Linked DNA regions of Sus scrofa: region 2 is linked to region 1. The links are chromatin contacts, called in public Hi-C maps. All regions are on one chromosome and are shown on one strand. The core of a region is the stretch at or near the end of the contact, and the rest is flanking DNA. Distances in the headings are between cores, read along the strand shown.

Evidence for each region. A called contact is a pair of places that touch in the nucleus more often than the background predicts.
Region 2: a Hi-C map of embryonic fibroblasts shows a contact between it and region 1, with 2.0 times the contacts expected there. The contact joins the enhancer-like site here to the promoter of CDC14A in region 1. A contact is called at or near these places in 1 of 5 promoter capture datasets (liver), 7 of 47 Hi-C or Micro-C datasets (embryonic fibroblasts, epiblast stem cells, fibroblasts and 1 more) and 2 of 2 datasets of contacts at active chromatin or transcription factors (alveolar macrophages and skeletal muscle).

Annotation. Positions count from the first base shown.
Region 1 is chr4:117,800,421-117,807,381 of Sscrofa11.1, reverse strand. It overlaps CDC14A (dual specificity protein phosphatase CDC14A), which reads left to right and starts at 2,814. Exons shown (of 16, transcript XR_002343573.1): 1 at 2,814-3,342; 2 at 4,135-4,225.
Region 2 is chr4:117,839,051-117,846,011 of Sscrofa11.1, reverse strand. No RefSeq gene overlaps it. Among named protein-coding and RNA genes, the nearest start is that of RTCA, 33 kb to the left of the region's middle. Within about 2 kb of position 3,746, at least 24 of the 83 cell types and tissues checked have an H3K27ac peak or open chromatin away from gene starts, as enhancers often do. A contact at or near this core is called in alveolar macrophages, embryonic fibroblasts and epiblast stem cells, where this site is marked.

The DNA.
Region 1 (6,961 bases), core at 1,565-4,064:
CTTGTCGTGACCAAGAGCAGTCGGGGTGTTCAGTGCAGCCGCAGGGCGCAGAATTAGAACCAGAAGGTGGCAACATATTTTGGAGCTGCCTCCAGCCGGGAGTTTTCCAGCTCTGCAGACTGCCTCTCAGGGCATAGGGGGCAGGACTCAAGCTATATTTGCAGAGTTAGAATAAATATTGTTTTCCCACTTGGGACAGTTCTATCCTTAGCTGCATTCCTATGTATGAGATTCCCTTCCCATTCTGAAGGTGAGTGATATCTGAGGTATTTCATTTATGTGTGAAACATTGTTCTTTATTGTTTAAAAGTCAGTTCCTAAAAATTACACTGAGTTGGGTGACTGGAAAGAAGTTTCTTCCCTTATCTTTCTCCACAGACTATGAAATCATGCCTTTATTATGAAACTACAACCAGTAGGAACTTTGCCTGCATGAGAGAGAGAATAAAGTGTTTTATGATCTCATTAGAACCTTGACATGTGTTCGTGCGTTCCCTTGTTCAGTTTTCCTTGTAGACTTTTTAAAGAATATCATTTAGATTGTGCAAATTTTGGTTTAGAGAGATTTGATTATACCGACAACCGCTTATTTTCCTTTCTTGCAACTTAAAAAAAGAATCTTATTAACTTCACAAATTTCATTATACTACTATTACAAATATGCTGAGGAAAAAGAAACTTTTTTGAGTTCTTAATTTTAAAGACATATTATTTCATGTGATAATTCACTTCTCATGACCAAAATTTCTAAGCAGTATTATATGAAAGAAAATGTTTTTGTAAATTTATTTTGGAAAATAACAAGAGGTGTTTGATTAAATCTGCCTTCTCTGAAAATGTAGAATTAGCGGTCTTTTCATTAGACTACTTAGTAAAATTAAAAGTTTGTGTTGAATGACTTTTTTTTGGATGCAATTTTTCTAACACAACACTAGGATGAAAGGTTGTTAGGAACTTTTAAAAGTGAATTTAGATTCTACATGAATTTTAATCATCAAATTTGGAAATAGAGTGCCATTATTGAATTAATTTAGCTTTCTAAGCAAAGTGGGCAAGTTTATTTAGACGTTCATATATTTTGCTTTTCCGTAAGTTTCACATATAAAATCGTAGAACTTTTCAACAAAGTATGAATTGGCCAACATGCTTGTTGACACAAGGCTTTGGGGGAATATAACGCAAAATTCAACTAATCGTTGAATATGGACAACACATTTAGCAGAGCTTGGTTCTTTAGAATTTGTTGGCTGTGGCTGGGGGCTGCATCTCAGAGTGGAACACTTACTACAACTCATCTTTTGACGACTTACACGGTTTTAAAAACTGTCTTGAGATATTCTTTTTCTCGTGGGAAGATTTAGGGGATGATGGCAGGAGGTCGTCTTCAGTGATTCTTCCAGCTTTAAGTTTATGTGGTTCTTGCCTTAGCGTTTAAAGCTTTGGGTGTTAGGATAGGTTTTTCTTTTAACTACCTTACATAGGTTTGTTTGATTAGAATCACTGAGATGTTCCGCATATTTTTTTCGGAATATCTAAATGATATTCATTCATCATTTTCTGTGGAGGTTTAGCTTTCTGGATAGTCTAGCAGGCTAAGACCAGAGGGTTGAACTTTACTCGGCGGCGTCAGAGCGCGGCTTCAGGCGGTCGACTCTTGCGCGCCCCCTCCCTCCAAGAGGTAAACAAGTGACTGCGAAACGGAAGGCTGGCACAATCCTGTTCTGTTGCTGGAGACTCCACTGAGAGCGCATGCTCTTCCGATGATGGGTCTGTAGCGCCATTTTCATATGGAAGGGACTGCCCTCTAATTAGGCACGCCGGTAGGACACCCAGCGATAGTTGTTAAAGCTGTGCGAGAGGCCTCGCAGAAACAAGTCAAGGGCTTCTTTGAGATGAACCACTCCCTGCAGCGCTTCGGCTGAGACTGCGTAAAGAAATTCTTTTGTGTTACTTTCCCCCGTGGAGGCCCTCTCCCGGGTTCGCTCCCTCTCCCACTTCCCCCCACACCCGGCTGGCCTTGCTCCTCCGCCCCGCCCCCGCCTGGGACCAGTGCACTATAAAGGTTAGGCATTTGTGATGATTTTGCGCCGACAGTGGCGACCCAAATGAGAGGACTTGGGGAGCCGGATGGGAACGCTTTACCCCACGAGAACAAAGCACAAGTTAATTCAGAGTCCACTATGTGTAGAGGAAACCAGTAGGTGTTCTTCTAAGCTAGGAGGTAGGGCTTCTTTTTTAATTTTATTTTTATAAAGATAGAAATCCATCAGTGGTGGAGATGGAGGTTGGTTGAAATATTAACTATATAGGTAAAGTGGGGCTTGGAGACTTGAGATCTTTAAGTGTGAGGTTTGCGTGCGCGCGCATGCCAGAGTTTAGAACAAGGGTGAGTGGGGCGAGAGAGGTAAAGAATGAGAGAGACAAAGACGAAGAATCAGGAGTGGGAAGAAGACTTGGTGCAGAAAGCGAAGGGGCGCGGGCACATCCTTGCCTGCGAGGCAGCAGCAGCGCCCTCCGCGACCACTCCCAATCCACAGTTTCATTCATAAGTTTCTGGTCTAGAGGCCCCGCCCGGCTCCTCTGGGCCCAGGGCCGCGTTTCCCGTACAGCAATTGGTGGACGGCAACAAAGCCTTAGCAACCGGCTCTTAGTGACCCGCGGGGCGCCTGGTAACTGGGGCGCGGAGCCAGCGCGGAGAAAGGAGCGGGGCTGTCCCTTTAAGGGATGGCCGCGGAGCCGTGAAAGTGGAGGGGATTGAGGGAGGGCGGGGAGGAAGGTCTGGGGGCGGACCCAGGGGGAGGAGGAGGAAGAGTTGCTGCTGAAAGGAGGTGGCGAAGGAGGAGCCGGAGCAGCTGCTGCCAGCCGGCGGGCACCAGAGTCCTGCCCGCTGCCGCAAGAGTAGCCACGGGCGCGATCGGGGCCAGACGTCTTCTCCTCCATGATCACTCTGGGAGCCGGGGGAAGACTTTGCCCGGCCGTGAGAGCTGGTCTGCGTTTCCCAGGCGCGGCGGCGGCGGAGCAGCGAAAGCAGCCGGGTCCGAATCCGAGTGGCCACAGCCCGGGGCGTGTGCGCCCCGCTTGGAGCGTGCTCGGGTTCCCCACGGAATGTCCCCGGGGCGCCCGGCGCGCTGACCCCCTAGCCGCCTCCGCCTTCGGCGCCTGCTCCCTCTCTCTGGCGGGCTCGTTGTTCAGGACTGCAAGCTTCCTAGCTCCCGAGCAGTGGGGAAGCCCCCGGGGGCGGGTGACCTCAGCTGGCCACGACCCAGCCCTCCACCGTGCATATCTCGCTTAAGATGGCAGCGGAGTCAGGGGAACTAATCGGGGCTTGCGAGTTCATGAAAGGTGAGAAGCAGCTGCCCCGCATCCTCCACCCCTCCCTCTCCCCCAACTCTTCACTTCTCGGCTCTCTGTCCCAACCACTGTCCCCAGCTTCTCCTGGGGCCCCCAGGGTACAGCAGTTGCCGCGCGCGCTCTTGTCCCCTCCCGGTTCTATCCTCTCCCCGAGGACCCTCAGCTTCCGGCTTCTCTGTCTTTCTTGCGTCCCTGGTTCCCTCTGCAGCACCCTCGGAAGGCCTCCCCCGCCCGGGAATGGGACAGCGCCGGCCTCTGCCGGGCTCCTGCGTGCAGCGGCTCGTGGGGATTCTGCTCCGGGGGATCCTTTCCGTTGCATTTATCCCCCTATTGCTGGGCTCAGTTTTCGGGACACCTCCAACCACACCTCCCTTGTCCCTCCTCCCTTCCTCTTCTTGAAGTCTCCGGAGCTGCAGAGGAGAGGCTCGCCTCTCTCTTCTCCTTCCGCAGCTGCCGAGGTCTGGAGATTTCTGAACCCAACTTGCACCTCCAGTTCTACGGGTACCCTCAGCTTCTACCTGCTCCCGTTGGCCTGAAACAAGAGGGATGTGGGAGCTCTGCCCCCCAAGTAGTCCCTCAGTCAGATCCTCTTCTCTCTCCTCTAACGTGTGTGCTCTGGGGTCTCTCGTTTTCTGGGAGAGATCAGGTTTCTGCAAGAATCCCACGTGTTAATGGGGTCTTTAAATAATGGCTAGCAGTTATTTTGATCCTGGTGTATTAGCACCCGCCCCCCAGCTTCCCTGCTTCTCATGTTTTGTCCTGTCTTTTAAACTTGTCTTTCAGATCGGTTATATTTTGCTACTTTAAGGAATAGACCAAAAAGTACAGTAAATACCCACTATTTCTCCATCGATGAGGAGCTGGTCTATGAAAAGTAAGTTTCTTCCTTTTTTTTCCTCAACCATTTAGCTTGTGGGCTCTTTGCCTTGGAAACACTATACACCTTCATGGCAGTTTCATTCACCTTCCCCCAGTGGTGCAGGTAACAATACCACATTTTTAGGCTCAGATGCTTGGGGAGAGGTGCACGGAAAATTAACATAATTTGAACCTGTCATCACCCTGTTCCTTTTAGACCTCTGTCTATGTTAATTCTTCCTACCACCACAACAGACTGCAAGTGTAGATTCCTAACGCTCCCCAGAGCAGGACCGGGAGACGCACCCTCTGTCCCTGCCAGATTGTGTCATTGGCTTGTGCAATCAGTCATGGAGTATTTATGGAGCACCTGCTGAGTATAGGGCAGTGTGTGTCTTACAGGTGCTTCAACTTTGCAGTTCACAAGGCTTCTGTTGTATCCCAGGATGTTTTTGTTCGTGCAGCTCATATTTGGAAAGTGGGGCGCACTTAGCTGGAGGTAGCTGTATCCAAGTCCCATCTATGAGTAGGATTTTACTTGTGGGCTAAATTATTCAGTTGTTTTATTTGAGTGCCCCAAGCTTCAGAGTATTATATTTTTTGCCTTTGAGGAAGTGGTATTAGGACTGCTAATTTACTTTCTTTGGTTTCTTTGCCTCTGTGGGATTAGGATTTGAGAGTGTAAGATACAAGTAGGGAACTGTTTTCTGTGAAAGACTGTTGAGCTACAGGAAAAAGATATCCTATAGTGTAGTAACCTTTGAACCACAGGGAAAAGACATTATGTAGTATAGTACAAATTTAATTAAAAGAGAGCTAAATCTCTATTCAATAAAAGCAACATGTAATAAGGAATAAGAAGGCTGAATTAACTTGTTTGTGTCCTCTTATTAAAAGAGCTGGTGTCTGAGTAGTCCAGTATATTCTAACAAACATTTAATTTTACTTTCTTGTTGTCTTAACGAAATGTGCAGTTAAATGAGCATTGCTAAATGAACGAGAGTCACTCTAGCAAGCTTTCTGGGACTTGTCCTCTTCAGAGGCTTTCTGGCAGTTCTGCCTGAGGATTTGTGGGTACCACCAGGCATTGGAAGAGTGAGAGTATTCTTGACCTTCAAGAGCATATCTTTTATTTGAGGGAAAACAGTCTTTAATTGTCCCTTCATCGTGGGGATTCTTGAAACTGATGTCTTCAGGACATTTCTCTTAGTGGTGCTGGGAATGTTTCTTGAATGGCTGAAGTGAAAGTGAGAATGAAAGAGCCCTTTGCTGCTGCTCTTGAAAGCCCAGAGTTGGTACAGCCAGGAGGTCTGAATCCCTGGTGTCAGATTACAGCTCTGCTCCTAGACTGAAGGGAGTACTCGCTGGCTGCTCCCTGACCTTGTGTACCTGGATGATGTCACTGCCACCGCCAGCAGTGTTTATGGAGTGTTCATTCTCTTGTTGGGAATGCGCATTGTTGTGGCTTTATTTTTCTGAGTGTTAAGGTTTGGGGACCTCTCGTGAGTCTGAGGGTAGGGACTGTGTAGACGCCATTATGTTCAATTCTTCAGAGACATGCCAGAGGTTAAGGTGTCATTGAACAAGTTCCAGGCATTGAGGTCTAAGTTGCTTCTCTTGGGATTGCTAGATCTAGGAGAAAATTACATTTAGTCAACTAAACACAGTGCTTAGTGATTTTTTGATTCTAATATTGATAGATGAGAAAAAACTTGGGTGTGGTTTTAATGTTAGTATTTTAGGATAGGGCTATAGGTCACATTCTTTTTGTATTGAGTCTTCTGCATTTCTTGTAAAGAAAGACTTGCCGGTGAGACCCATCCAGTTTACATTGGTTTTTTTTTTTTTTTTTTTTTTTTTTTTTTTTTGGTCTTTTTGCCTTTTCTAGGGCCGCTCCCGCGGCATATGGAGGTTCCCAGGCTAGGGGTTGAATCGGAGCTGTAGCCACAGGCCTACGCCAGAGCCACAGCAACGCTGGATCCGAGCCGCGTCTGCGACCTACACCACAGCTCACGGCAACGCCGGATCCTTAACCCACTGAGCAAGGGCAGGGACCGAACCCGCAACCTCATGGTTCCTAGTTGGATTCATTAACCACTGTGCCACGACGGGAACTCCTTGTTGAGCATTTAAATGCATGCCAGATGCTCTTCTAGGTGCTCCACAATGATCCATTTATTTTACTTTCACAACAGTTTTGAGGCAGCTACAGTTAGCACCCTTGGTGTGCAGATGATGAGAGCAAGGTACAGAGAGGTTAGATAACTTGCCCAAGGTCATAGAAATAAGAAGTAGCAGGTCTAGAATTTGAATCCAAGCCCTCTGGTTCTAGAAGACATAGATATATATATATCTTCTCTCAGACAATTAAAATGATAGTATCATTTAAGGTGGATTAGAGAGGAGGTAGAAGACCACTTAGAAAAACTCTGAAATGTTCGAGGGGAAGAAGTAAGTGCCTAGATTAGGGCTGGTGGCTCTGGTGGTGGAAAGAAGGGCTCTGAATCCATATGCTTTGGAGATAGATCAGGTGGATGGGTTGGTGGGTTGCTGGGGAAAAAGACGAGTCAAAGAAGTCTTTAAGACAGCCTGGTTCACAGTGAGCCTGCTGGGGCCATTGCCCAAAACAGGAAGTAGGGCAGAAGAACTGGCTTTAGTGGGAGATCAGGCGTTCCATTTCGGTCAGGCTGGATTTAAGGAATTTAAGGGATATGCACATCTGCCTTGGCCAGCACATCAGTTTCAAGTGCTT
Region 2 (6,961 bases), core at 2,497-4,996, 38 kb before region 1:
GAATCTCCGATTGCTCTGAAGGACTGCTCCAAGGAGGCAGGCGGGGAACCAGGATATATAGGAGTTTTTGCAACAAAGACCAGGTAGTTGGAACTTCAAAAGATTACTGTTAATTAAAGAAAACCGGGTATCTCAAGGAAATTAGTGCTGTTCTGTGTTACGGAAGATGCAGGGATCTGGGCTCACGGAAATCATTCCTTTGATCTGCACCTCAGCTACCTGGGGCCAGCCTCCTGATAGCAGGCATCTCATTTCTATCCTGAGTTCCCTCAGGGCTCACTGTGGGGTGGCTGTAATGTGATGGCCTGGTGGCTGCAATGTCCTTTGTTTACTGATATGGCAGGCAATATTTTTCATTCAAGTAACAAGACCTGTAAACTCCGTGGGCATAAGCTCACTGGCACCTTTTTTTAGCTGAGAAATGAATTCTTTGGTCAGAACCAGTATTGTGTAGAACAAACGTAAGTCCGCAGATAGTCTTTTTATTTATCTGTTGTTGCATAACAGGTTGCTTCACAACCTAGCAGCTTAAAACAACAAACATTTCACAGTTTCTGTTGGTCAAGAATACAGGACCAGCTTAGCTGGGTGGTGCTGGCTCATGGCATCTCTTGAAGTTGCAGTGGAGTCCCACTGGGTGGAGCTACAGTCATCTCTAGCCTTGAATGGGCTTGAAGAATCCACTTCCTACCTCACTCATAGTTGTTGGCAGGCTGTATTCAGTTCCTTCCAGGCTGATAAACTCGCCCTTTTGTAGGGCTTCTCACAGCAAGGCAGCTAAGAGAGAGAGCCCAAAGTGGAAACCAGTCTTTATAACTTAATCGCAAGTGATATTCCATTATTTCTGCCTTATTCTGTTAACTAGGAGGAAGCACTAGTCCAGTTCATACCCAAGGGGGTGAGATGACTCAAGGCTTGAGCAGCAGGAGTGGGGATCATTGGGAACCATTTTAGAGGCTGGCTACAACAGAAGCACAGACCTAGTGGATTTTGGAATAGGTAGCTCTTCTTTTCAGAAACAGCTCTTGGTTTGCTCCTGGATCCTGATAGAGACAAACTTTGATCTGGGACATCTAGAGACCAGATGACTTGAGTATCCCCTGATGAACTGGATGTTTTCTCATCCACCAAGATATTAGATCGGTTGAAGGTATCAGCAATCCAACATGAGGTGGAAATGATGTGAGTAAGATTAAGTGGAAGCAACTCCTGAAGTCATAAGTATCTGACTGAGGAAGAAAAAGCCACGGCCTAGTTCGTCGATGGTTTTCCCAGTGTGTTGGCACCGCCTGGAAGATGGCTGCAGCATTACAGCCATGCCCAGGGATGGGCCTGTGAGGTGGTTGTGATGAAAAATCCTCTCAGTGAGTAGAACCTTGAGCATTTTGTCCACTCTGTCTGGATTGAGAGATGGTCAGAGTGCAAATTTGCTGATTCATAGGCAGTGACTGGCAGTTTGTCTGAAAGTTGGGGACTTGAAAGAAAAACAGTTTGGGGAGTTCCTTTTGTGGCTTAGTTCAGTTTCCTGACTAAGGAAGAATTACTTGGAATTATGAGGACACGGGTTTAATCCCTGGCCTCAATCAGTGGGTTAAGGATCCAGCGTTGCTGTGAGCTTTGGTATAGGTCGCAGGCGAGGCTCAGATCTCATGGCTCTGGCTGTGGCATAGGCCGGCAGCTGCAGCTCTGATTCAACCCCTAGCCTGGAAACCTCCATATGCCACAGGTGCGGCCCTAAAAAGCAAAGGAAAAAAAAAAGAAGAAAGAAAGAAAAGTAAAGAAAAAGAAAAGCAGTTTTGTCAGATTGGTGACAGAAGATGGGGAAGAGGTATGTGGGTGAAACTTGCAGAATGAACATAGAGTTTGAAAAAAATGTACATCTCACAACACCGCAGAAGGCATCCATGTAGAGGATACTTGCAGTAAACAAGTGGACAGAAGTAAACTGCTCTGTGGTTTGCCAGTCAGCCTCCTCTGCAGTTACCTTCATGCTTGCTCAGCGGCCACAGTGGTGGGAGTGAGGGGGCCTGTGCAGGCCCAGCAGCACGGCCCTCCCTCTCCCAGGCTGATCTGGGTGTTCTTACTGCTGAGCGCCTGGCCTGCCCACAGCAGAGACTGGCGCTGGCCCCTCTACATAGCACTTTTCCCTCAACAAGACGGGAAGAATACCTCATGGCAGGTTGGTCACCATGGAGGAGGCAGCAGGTGTCCTCCCTGGAAAGAACCTGAGGGTATAGATTTGCCTTCCCTGAGTACAGTGCTTCTGTCAGTGTGACTGCTTGTACTAACGCAGGTTTGACCCAATGTTACTTCTAAGGCACGTATTTCTAAGTCATCCTTATGTTAGGCAAAGGCAGCTTTCTTGGGAAAAAATGTAGGAAGGTATATATCAAAATGTTAAAAGTAGCTGTCTAATGGGAATTGCTATTTCTTTCCATTTTCCTCTATTTTCCACATTATCATGTATCTGGAATACATTAAATCATGAAGGTAATTGAACATAGTTTTTAAACTACACTCCTAAAAAAGTTCAGTTTCCTGACTAAGGAAGAATTACTTGGCTACTCTATTTTAATCATAATTTCAGTTCTGTTATTTTCAGGCAAAGACTGTTGCAATCTCAATGACATTTCTGTGTAATCTCAGTGGTTCTCAAACTTCAGTGTTTATAAGCCTCCGGAGGCTTATAAAGATGAAAACTCCCAGTCCACCGCTCCTACCTGGAAATATTAATTCTGAGTGGGACACAGGAATCTGTATATTTTCAAAAGGAGCCCACGTGGGTGACCCCTGTTGAGATGGAACTACTCCTGGAGGCTCCAGGGCTGGGGAAAAGCTAGAAAGAATTCAGTTAAGACTCTGGGGGAAAAACAAGTGCAAGTTGTTATTTTGTTTACAGTAGTATCAGATTCCAGAAACCCAAGTAGAAGGACAACCCAGAATCCTTTTTGCCCTTGCTTAGCACTGATTCAGAATGTGGCGCGTCACTGCACTCACATTACCCATCTAGGTATGCAGAACAGTCTCTGTCTGCAAGACAAAGGCTACACCACATAATGGGTGCTGGTATCAGATTGCTCTTTTAGAACCCTATCACAGCTGCCTCCGAAGCCAGAGGAGACATCCGTTTGAATACTAACTTCATCATTTATTAGTTGTTGACTTTAGGTGAATTAACTAAGCCCTGGGAGCCTTGAATTTTTCATGGGAAAAGTATTCTTAAGCTTTTACAGAGTGTGACTTCTGTTGAAATACTTAATCATTGTAGAGCTCAGTTTGTTTATAAAATAAAGAGGACTGGAATCTGATATTCTTTCCAGCTCTAAAATTCTTTGTATGTTTTATTAGGATCCTATTTTTATTATAAACTAAGTGAAAACATTCAGATACTTGTACAAAACATAAAAAAAAAATCACAATATTGAGATAAACATCATTAAAATAATTCTGCTTCCTGGGGCAGAACATTTTTTAGTCATCAGTATATTCCTAAGTAGAATAATGATAGATAAAGCAGTCATTACTTCAGGTGAAATGAGACTGCATGGTGAAGCCTCAGGGTCTCCTGAATTACAGGCTATCTTTGTACCTGCCCCATAAGTGCTGTCTTATCAGACAAATACTGCGAATGTCCTCATGGCCTTTTTGTCATAAAAGGGTCCGGTGATGAGAACCTGTAGGTTTGTCACACTGCCTCTGATGTTACCAGCTCCATGGTGGGGTGTATGAGAGTGGATGACGTTAAATTCCCAAGGAGCCTTTGAGCTAAATGAGTCACTCCTGATGTGACTCATTTCCCTCCTCTCTGCACCAGAGAACACAAAGGGGAAAGAAAGATTTTCCTACCAAAGGCCAGGAGTCCAGAATCCTGCCTTTCCCCGCTTTCTCTCACTTTCCTGGCACCCCCCCTTTACTCCAGCGTGCACTGTCTAGGTTTATGTGGACAAATGACCTCTGTTGCACAGTGGGGATTCTGAGGCATAAACACTTTTGGTTTTTTTTGGAATGTACGATTTATTGAGCATGTAGTATGTGCAACCCCTTACCGCAGTTGAATTATTCATAAACTCTTTGACTTAAAGGGACAATGTTCTCATTTTATCTTTACCATCAGACTAGGTAATGGATAATTGATTTTTAATTTTTTTTTCTTTTTCGCTGCACATGTGGCATGTAGATATTCCTGAGCCAAGGATTGAACCTATGCCATAGCAGTGTCTGACCCAAGAAGCTGCAGTGACGCCAGCCCCTTAACCCATTGTGCCGCAAGGGAACTCCCAAACTCCCTTGAGATTTTTTTTCTCAAGTGCACTTCATATCATTCTGTTGGTTTACATAGTTATTAAATCTCCTAGGTATGCACACTTGCCAAGCCGACCTGCAGGTTTAAAGTACTGAACAGATATTCTTCCTGGCATTGCACCTAGCTCTTAGGTCTCCGTAAGGACCTCACCCTTGGGAGTATCGTTACTCTGGTGGCCTTTCCCCCCTTCCGTACTCTGGCTCTTTCTGTTCCCCGAAGGACTTTCCCTCACCCTGACATCACTGAATCAAGGAGAAATGGAGTCGGTAGGTATACCAGGTTCAGGGAAGCCAGTGAAAAGGCCAGGAATAAAGCACAAGAGCAATCAGGAGGGCCGCTCAAGTCATCCAGTAGCAAAAAGTTCGTGAGAGTCAGGGGTCATAGAGAAGTGATAGGTCAAACCAGGAGAGCACTCCGGAAACCCAAAGCAGATGCAGAGCCCCACAGACAAGCCCTCGAAACTAAGCCGAAGTCTGTGTAGAAAGGAAGCACCTTGTAGTGTTCTCCTTTTGCTGTCTTGCAGGATTCCTGTTGTGTGAGGCACTCCGGCGACTTACTTTCGCAGACAAGCTGGTCCTGTGCAGGGTTGAAAAACTCACCTTCCCTCCTCAGAAAGAACTCGATTCCATCCTGTGTGTGATTTAGATCTATGCCCCGGCTTTTGATAAAAGCTGCCCTGATTTTTCTTCTTTAATTTGGCTTGCTTATAGCTTTTCTTTTCCTGCTCTAAATGAGGGTGCTTTTCTGTCACTCTTATATTATTCATAAAGATCCTAGATAATCTATTTTCTCCTTGCCTCATTTCTTTTTCTATCAAATAGTGATATTCTTTGGATTCTTCCTTTGCAGTTTCTCTTCTTATTTACCTCCTTTGTAGGTGACCAGCTGTCACACTTTTCTACTCTGTGTGTGTGTTTTATTCTCTTAGAATTTCCACCTTTCTCTTGCAGGTGTCTCTTAGCTCATCTCAGCTGAAGTCACTGTTTTTTTCTCATTAACAGTCGTCTTTAAAATGATTATCTCTTAGGAATTCTCTTGGCTCAAATACATCTTTAGCATTTTCATTGTAGCTGCCAACTTGATAAAAGTTTCATTGTCGGAGTTCCCGTCGTGGCTCAGTGGTTAACGAATCCAACTAGGAACCATGAAGTTGTGGGTTTAATACCTGGCCTTGCTCAGTGGGTTAAGGATCCGGTGTTGCTGTGAGCTGTGGTGTAGATTGCAGACGCGGCTTGGATCCTGTGTTGCTGTGGCTCTGGTGTAGGCCGGTGGTTACAGCTCCAATTGGACCCCTAGCCTGGGAGCCTCCATATGCCGCCGGAGCGGCCCAAGAAACAGCAAAAAGACAAAAAAAAAAAAAAAGTTTCATTGTCTCGCATTGAAACAGTGTATATCAAATGGATGTTTTATACAAGAATTTATTTTTTTTCAATTAAATGATTACTTAATATATTAATCATATTCATATTATAAAATATAAGCATATTCAGGATCATCTGGGTACCCACTCTGTGGCTAAATACTGCTTCAAAATTTCAGTATTCACAGTTCCACATATAATTGCACAGGCACCAAAAGGAACAGGGGTAGACTTAACATATAAGTGAAACATCTGAACAAAGTAGAGGCTGAATGATGTCATGGTGTATTGAACAGATGAATATTTTTCAGTGATTGAAATACAGAGAGCTCAGAACACTGTAAATCAGCTATAATAAATTTTTTTTTTTTTTTGTCTTTTTGCCATTTCTAGGGCCGCTCCCACAGCATATGGAGGTTCCCAGGCTAGGGGTTGAATCGGAGCTGCAGCCACCAGCCTGTGCCAGAGCCACAGCAACACGGGATCTGTGCCATGACTGCAGCCTACACCACAGCTCACGGCAATGCCGGATCGTTAACCCACTGAGCAAGGGCAGGGACCGAACCTGCAACTGCATGGTTCTTAGTCGGATTTGTTAACCACTGCACCACGACGGGAACTCCATAAATTTTTTTTTAAAGTACAGAGAACTGATGGGAAAAGCGAGTCACCACAGCCAAAGTAAAGCCAACATATATTTGAACAATTAATGTTATGCCTTGCTTAAACCAAATCGCATCATAAACTAATGTTATTAATTTGAATGACTGCTATTAATTCTCTCTTGGATTTGATTGTAATTAATTTATAACATTTTAAAACTTTTTAATTGTATAAGAGTTATATGTAAGAGTTCCTGTTGTGGTTCAGCAGGTTATGTACCTGCCTAGTATCCATGAGGATGCGGATTTGATGAGCTGATGCGTAGGTTGCAGACACGGCTCCAGTCTGGCATGGCCTTGGCTGTGGCGTAGGCCAGCAGCTACAGCTCCAGTTGGACCCTAGACTGGGACCTTCCATATTCTGCAGGTGTAGCAGTTAGAAAGGTTATATGTATAAGGGGTTTACAACTTTTCAATGTTAATTTACCTAACATTATAATAAAAATAATTTATTAGGCTTCTGCTTCCAGCCAAGATGGAAGAAATTTACCCTTCTGCCTGAAACAGTTTAAAAAGTCAACCAAATATATGGAACAGTAATTTGCAAGTATTAAATGCCAGGCAATGAAGGACAGCATTCTTTGAGAGATGGAAGAAAACTGTGAGCTCTGTGATTGCCCCAGCTGACTGCCAAGA